2 separate regions of the Mus musculus genome follow, and region 2 is linked to region 1. The links are chromatin contacts, called in public Micro-C maps. All regions are on one chromosome and are shown on one strand. Each heading gives the region's core, a stretch centred on a gene start, on an enhancer-like site or on the middle of the called end of the contact. The rest is flanking DNA. Distances are from core to core; before and after follow the strand shown. Region 1 holds the start of C1rb (complement component 1, r subcomponent B). Region 2 holds the start of Gnb3 (guanine nucleotide binding protein (G protein), beta 3).

The links. A called contact is a pair of places that touch in the nucleus more often than the background predicts.
Region 2: a Micro-C map of palatal mesenchyme shows a contact between it and region 1, with 2.8 times the contacts expected there. The contact joins the promoter of Gnb3 here to the promoter of C1rb in region 1. A contact is called at or near these places in 2 of 39 promoter capture datasets (the C10 cell line and liver), 1 of 484 Hi-C or Micro-C datasets (palatal mesenchyme) and 1 of 9 other capture datasets (adipose tissue).

The regions. Positions count from the first base shown.
Region 1 is chr6:124,568,728-124,571,886 of GRCm38.p6, reverse strand. C1rb (complement component 1, r subcomponent B) reads right to left here and starts at 1,457. Exons shown (of 11, transcript NM_001113356.1): 1 at 1,429-1,457; 2 at 306-531. The coding sequence starts at 1,430.
Region 2 is chr6:124,838,769-124,842,082 of GRCm38.p6, reverse strand. Gnb3 (guanine nucleotide binding protein (G protein), beta 3) reads left to right here and starts at 1,808. Exons shown (of 10, transcript NM_013530.1): 1 at 1,808-2,163; 2 at 2,333-2,419; 3 at 2,678-2,716. The coding sequence starts at 2,363. P3h3 (prolyl 3-hydroxylase 3) reads left to right here. Exons shown (of 15, transcript NM_013534.5): 14 at 1-11; 15 at 244-994. The coding sequence ends at 408.

The DNA of each region.
Region 1 (3,159 bases), core at 208-2,707:
GATGCAGTAGGTTACCATTCAGGGAAACTGAGGCATGGCTGTTTCTCAAGGCCTTATGGTTAGCTGTGTCCTAACTCCAATACATAGTGAAATCTACTGGAACAAACACCCCCATGCCTGCCCCTTTTCCTCATGAATCTCACTGAAGGCCTCAAAAGTCCACGAATACCCCCTCTATGGCACCAGCGACCCAAAACCAGCATTTCTACAGAGCTGTACAGTGATGGGGTGCAGGCATATTGTCCAGAGTATTCAGAGCACAAATTTCCAGCTTTGTTTCCCCTCCCTCCCACTCTGACGCCTACCTTAACATAGTCATAGAGGCAGCCTTCAGAAGGCTCCACGTCAAACTGCCAGAAGACCAGCTTCACCCTGTACCCCATGGGGACAGTGATCACAGTGGTTGTCTCCAAGTCACTGGGGTAAGGCTTGGGATACAGAGGGGAGGTCACCTCTCCATAGAGCTTCTGAGGGAGGTAGATGGAGCCTTCCACCCCATAGAACAGGGTCACCAGGAGGGCAAAGAGCCACCTGTCAAAGAGAGAGGCGAGTGTTTGTGGGGCTGGAGGATCAAGGGTGTTGTGTAGCACCCTTGCTATTTGAACTGCCTTAGGCAGGAATAGGATGACTAAACTGCTTGGTTCTTCCCCCATGCCCATTGTAGACTTCATAGTGGTTCTGTGATTGGGGGCATCAGCAGCCTCTGCATCTGCTGCAGCTGAGTTCCTCGTAGGTCAGTGCCCAGTCCAGGGGTCACTGGGTTCTATAGCACTCCCCATAGCCCCTGAGCTGCCTTCTCTGTCCTTCTCTTTCATGTCCTTTCCTTCCAGGGGTAGGACTGGCATGGGACCAGCTATCTGAGAGTGAAGTTTTCCAGTGATGGCTCTGCAAAGTTTCCCAAGGCTTCAGCAAGAAGCCCCTCGCCCCCGGGGAAACCCTTCTGGCGTCTGACAAACACATGTGGGGTCTGAGAAACACACGTGGGGGGATTTTCTCCTCTCTCAGAGAGTTCCCTCCCCTCACTGTTACCCTGCTATGAACCCAGTGTCAAGAAAGGAGAGGCTAGCTCAGCTCATGTCTAAGGGTCTGGACCCTGGGAGAAGGGCTGAGGAGTGACCCTGAGAAGTATGTGCTCTGGAGCTGGCAGTATGGAAAGAAGGGTATTGTATTCCTGTTCTTATTCCCCTTCTATTTTCTTTCCTTTTCTTTTCTTCTTCCTCTTCCTCTTCCTCTTCCTCCTCCTCCTCCTCCTACTCGTCCTCCTCCTCCTCCTCCTCCTCCTCCTCTTCTTCTTCTTCTTCTTCTTCTTCTTCTTCTTCTTCTTCTTCTTCTTCTTCTTCTTCTTCTTCTTCTTCATAATATGGGAGCATGTTTGCCACTTATGCCCAACTCCTATCTCCTCCCTTGGTACCCATCAGTCTTACTCACATGTCTCAAGGCCAGTTTGTTTTGGGTCCTCAGCTCTCCTGACAGAGTCTTCAGGCACTCTAAGCTGAAGGAGGGAGTAGGCATACAGGGGAGGGAAGGATTGTGGCAGTGGAGGGGGTGACCATTCCTGGAGAAATGTTTCAGGGAATGAAGCATTTGCATAAAGGAAAAAAAAATCTTGAGTTCCCAGTTTAGGTTTGGTCTTGAAATCCTCGTTGCTTGATGGCGCCATCTGGTGGTCAATGTGGGGAATGGCTGAGGCGATGGGATCTGAAGTTTTAGGGACCTGGAAACATTTTGTTTGGAGGGACAGACTCTGGGGTCTCTAAATCGGATTAACATTTTCTGGGAGACTTTCCCGGGGGCTGCTTGTTGCCCTTTATTCCAGGATCCTCGCCACAGGCATCGCAGACTGCGGAGACACTTAAAGGCTCTGCTTTCTCATTGGCTCATTTCTCACAATCACCTGGAAGCCAAGGGGCTGGGGTTTCAATGCACAGGGTGAGGTGAAGAAGAACTGGGTTGAGGAGGGCACCGGGGTGTATGGCTGTGGATATGAGTGTGGGGAAGGTGCAATGTCGCTGGACACTAAAGCAAGGCTCCGCTTTGAGCTCCCGCCTTTTGAACTTAGATCTTGTTGAAGATAGGGCAGCTGCAGAGTGGAAGAAACATCTTTTCCTGGACCTCTGGTCAGCTTGAGTCTTCTGGGATACAAGTACTTAGTGCTTCAAGCAAAGGGTGTGGCCGCAGAGGGAGAGTGACTCTTTCTTCTTAGAAGGGAAACCAGGTTCCCGAGACAGCTGTGCTGTCCACAAGGACATTGTGTCCTGTTTAAAAATTTTGCTCCTATGTCCACCAAAAATTTTATGGCACCTTGTTCTGTGGAGGTTTTGACTACAGAGCAGGTATGCCAGTTCCTGTAACTTGTTCCTGATTAGAGGAAACGTTCCTCCCTCTACTCGCTCTTCTCTCCCGACTTGTCCACGTATGGGATAATTCGTATTAGGGGTCAGCCTGTGAACTTAAAGGATCCACAACGATGGAGGCAGTCTCCCCTTGACAGTGACCTTGGCATGAGGCCGGAGAGCAGGCACACACAAGATGTGAAACGCACGGAGGTTTGGAAGATTTTCCCAGCACTGGGGCAGAAGCCTGAATGAAGGTAGTGGCTAGGAGAGAGGGAGGGGTGGGGAGGGCTTCCAAGATTTTATCAGGGTAAGATAAGGTCGGGAAAGACCAATGATGAGGGATAGGAAATGGACTAGATCAGAAGACAGAAGGAAGAGGAAATCTAGCCTAGTGAATTGCATGTTGGTATCCTAAGAAGTAGGTGTGTGTGTGTGTGTGTGTGTGTGTGTGTGTGTGTGCGTGGCTTGTTCATAACTGCGGCAGAAGGATCAGATGGAAGGGTGTGGTCCAAGAAAGCAAGTCAATTGAAAAATCTCATCTACATTGCTTCTAGGGATTCTGAGTTCTGTTCTGATGTCATGTGACTTGACCAAAAAAAATGCCAAACCTGGACCTTACCACCTCAGGTCCTGCCCCACTTCCACTCTGTTTAAGCATCCAAATAAAGTTTAAATCTGCATCTAGAGATAAAAAATTACATAGATATGGACAAATATATGTATTTTGCTTTGTCAATAAAAATATGTAATTTTTTATAAAAAATAAAATTTCAATAAGAATAAGAATGATATATGCTTATTACTTAAAATGTAGTCAGTAGAA
Region 2 (3,314 bases), core at 559-3,058, 270 kb before region 1:
ACAGTGAACAGGTAGGGAGGAAGAGGTGAGGGGGTGGGGGGGTGGGCAGGTGGGCAGGTGGTCACTGGAGAAGTTTGTGAGTGGGTGAGACCCCCAGCAAAGCGCTTGGGTGACTGAGATAGCCCAGGGGTGGTCACTGGAGAAGTTTGTGAGTGGGTGAGACCCCCAGCAAAGCTTGGGTGACTGAGATAGCCCAGGAGAGGTGGATAAAGGAGACTGAACCACACTTCTCCCCATTCCCAGGAGTGGACAGAAGCCAAAGAGCTGCTGCAGGAGGAAGAGGAGGAAGAAGAGGAGGAAGACATTCTCAGCAGAGACCCTTCCCCAGAACCCCCAAGTCACAAGCTTCAGCGAGTCCAGGAGAAAGCTGGGAAGCCCCGCCGGGTCCGGGTCCGAGAGGAACTGTGAATGGCTGAGCCTGCTTCTCAGGATCAGGCCACTCAACTTGGGAAGGAACTGATGAGAAGGCTCTGGAGGATATCAGGAACATAGTAGCATGCCAAGTCTACCATCTCGGGGACTTACAAGGGCTACCAGACCCTGGACTCACAAGCTTGCTACACAGACTTAGCCTACAGCACATCAGGCCCGGGAGCCAGGTCTGGCCCCAGCTGAGGGACCTGCAAGGTCCCCAGGACAGACAAAAATCACTATGCCTCCCTGAAAGGCAGGCATGTGGAGGAGTGCAGAGCAACTGCTTCTAATAAGAAACACACAGAGGGGCTGGAGAGATGGCTCAGCGGTTAAGAGCACTGACTGCTCTTCTGAGGTCCAGAGTTCAAATCCCAGCAACCACATGGTGGCTCACAACCATCCGTAATGAGATCTGGCGCCCTCTTCTGGGGCGTCTGAGGACAGCAACAGTGTACTTACATATAATAAATAAATAAATCTTTAAAAAAAGAAAAAGAAAAGAAAAGAAACACACAGAGGAGACAGTCCCATCCTCTCCCAACCTGTGCAATAAATAATGATCATGAGGCTCTCCAGCCAAGGCCTGGTCTGCTCTATCCCAGTTTTGGTGGCTGCTGGAGGTGGGGTTGGTTAGAACTGGCCTGGGTGGGGACAGGTGGTGTCTTGGGGCCTCTCAGAGGTGGAGCCATGACAGCCCAGTGATTTGTCAGGGAAATCTCAGCCACCTGCTGCTTCATGCAAATAGACCCCCCCCGCACCCCCCCTCCCGGTGCCCCATCGCCGCTGCCACCACCACCACTGCCACTGCCACAGCCACAGCTGCTCCGTGAGCCTCCAACTCTAAGCCATGCCATCCCTCCCTCTGGCTCCTATCTTCACAGTCCACTAAGACCCTGGGAGTCATGTGTGGATGCATGAGGACAGACCCCAGCCGAGAAGCAGGACACAGAGCTCTGTTCTCTTTTGTAGTCATTTCTTTGCCCACAACACAGGGGCACATGGGCCCAGCTCCCCCCACCCCCATCTCCCTGTCAACTCCCCCAACTAGGATCAGGCCCAAGGGCAGCTGGTCGGGGCTTGTCGAGAAAAGGGATTATCCTGCTCAGCCCATCTAATCTCAGCTTCTGCTTGGACCCTCCCCACCCCTCCCCACAGCCCTCAACGAGGAAGCATGGTTTGTAGTGTTGACAACAGGGTCATCTGTCACCCTCCTGTTCTGGCTCCTGGCCCGCTTGCTGAACAAGGCCAAGATCATGACCACAGGTTGGGGCTAGGGCCTGGGGAGGTCACTGGAGCTATGACTGCTCCTGTTCTACTTCCCCAAACGCAACCAGTAATCCTCACGGCTTGTCTCTGATCCGTGGGCTGATGCTCTTATCTCTGCTGGCGGACTGACCGTGGAAGCACCCCTCTATCCCCACCCCCCTTCTTGTGGCTGCATAAGAGGGGTGCTGCTCTTCTCTGGTCCACGGGCCTGTTTCCCACCCCTCCAGGCTGACCTGTCTCTGGAAGCCACATACCTCCCCTCCCTGGCCTCTCCCCCACCCCTGCCAGCTGATTTCATTTGCCTGGCGTGGTTGTTGCTGGCCTTACCCTTCCCTGTCATTCCCCCCTCCCTCTCAGTCAGGGCCAGGCCAGGCCAGCTCCTCTGGCAGCAGAGGGGGGCAGGTGACAGGCAGGCATCGCAGCTGAGACAGTGAGGAGGCGCCCGGGAAGCGGAAACCTGGGAGAAGTCCAGCCAGAGCCCAAGTAAGAGGGAGCTGGCCGGCTCTACCCTCTGGGATCGGGGGCCCATGGGGAGGGCTCAGGCAGGGCTGGGGTTGATACCCAGGAGGGAGAGCCCCCCATCACAGGAGTAGGGCAGGATGGAAAGAACAGAAACATGGTCTGACGGGGACCTATTTCATGTCCCTGGCAGGAGCCGGAACTACCCCTCGACCTGTGCACCATGGGGGAGATGGAGCAGCTGAGGCAGGAGGCGGAGCAACTCAAGAAGCAGATTGCTGTAACCCCAGAGCCCTCGTCCTGGGGACCTTGGAGAACAGAACTCAGGACACGTGGGAGTGTGGCCTGGGAGGGATTGGGTTCACTCTTGGGTGACACTTTAGACACCTCTCATCTAGAAGGGTTCAGAGACTTTAAATCCAGACCTCACATTTGAAACCACCTCCCAACTGCAGAGCCCCATGCCCTCCCATATGTGAGGCGCATATGCATGCCCCCTGCCCTAGCACAGCCTCCCTGATGCCCACTTTCCCCGCAGGATGCCAGGAAAGCCTGTGCGGACATCACTCTGGCTGAGGTGAGACCTTCTGCCCATCTGAGGCAGGGCATGATAGGAGGGGAGGGGACTGAGCAAGGACTTCAGGACCAGCAACATATTGCTGCCTGAGCTTTTAGCACATCCTGTCCTTGAAGGGAGGAAAGACATTCATGAATTAATTCAACAAACATCCATTAAGATCTGCTCTGGGCCAGCCATTATATTGGATACGGAAGACATAGACTGGCCTTCACCCTGAACAGTGATGGGGGTAGGGCGAGCAGGACTTCTCTTAGACTCAAACTGGCAGCTGTCTAAAGTGACATTTCATTGATTTTAAGATGCATGCTTTCTCACAGAGCTTTCTAAAGTCGAGATGCATCTAACAATACATGATACCTTGTTAGCCTATTGTTTCTTTCTTCGTGATACACAAACTACTACTGTTTCTTAGAATTGATAGCCCAAGCCATGTCAGGTGGCACAGACTTGTAATCTAGCTAGGCTGAGGTAGGAGTGAAAACTCACAGCATACCTGAGCTGCGGGGTGGATTTAAGACTAGCCTGGCTCAAAATAAAAAGTAAAAAAGTTGAGTTATGAGAAAAATTTCAAAAAGGAAGGCATGAAGTTGTGTGG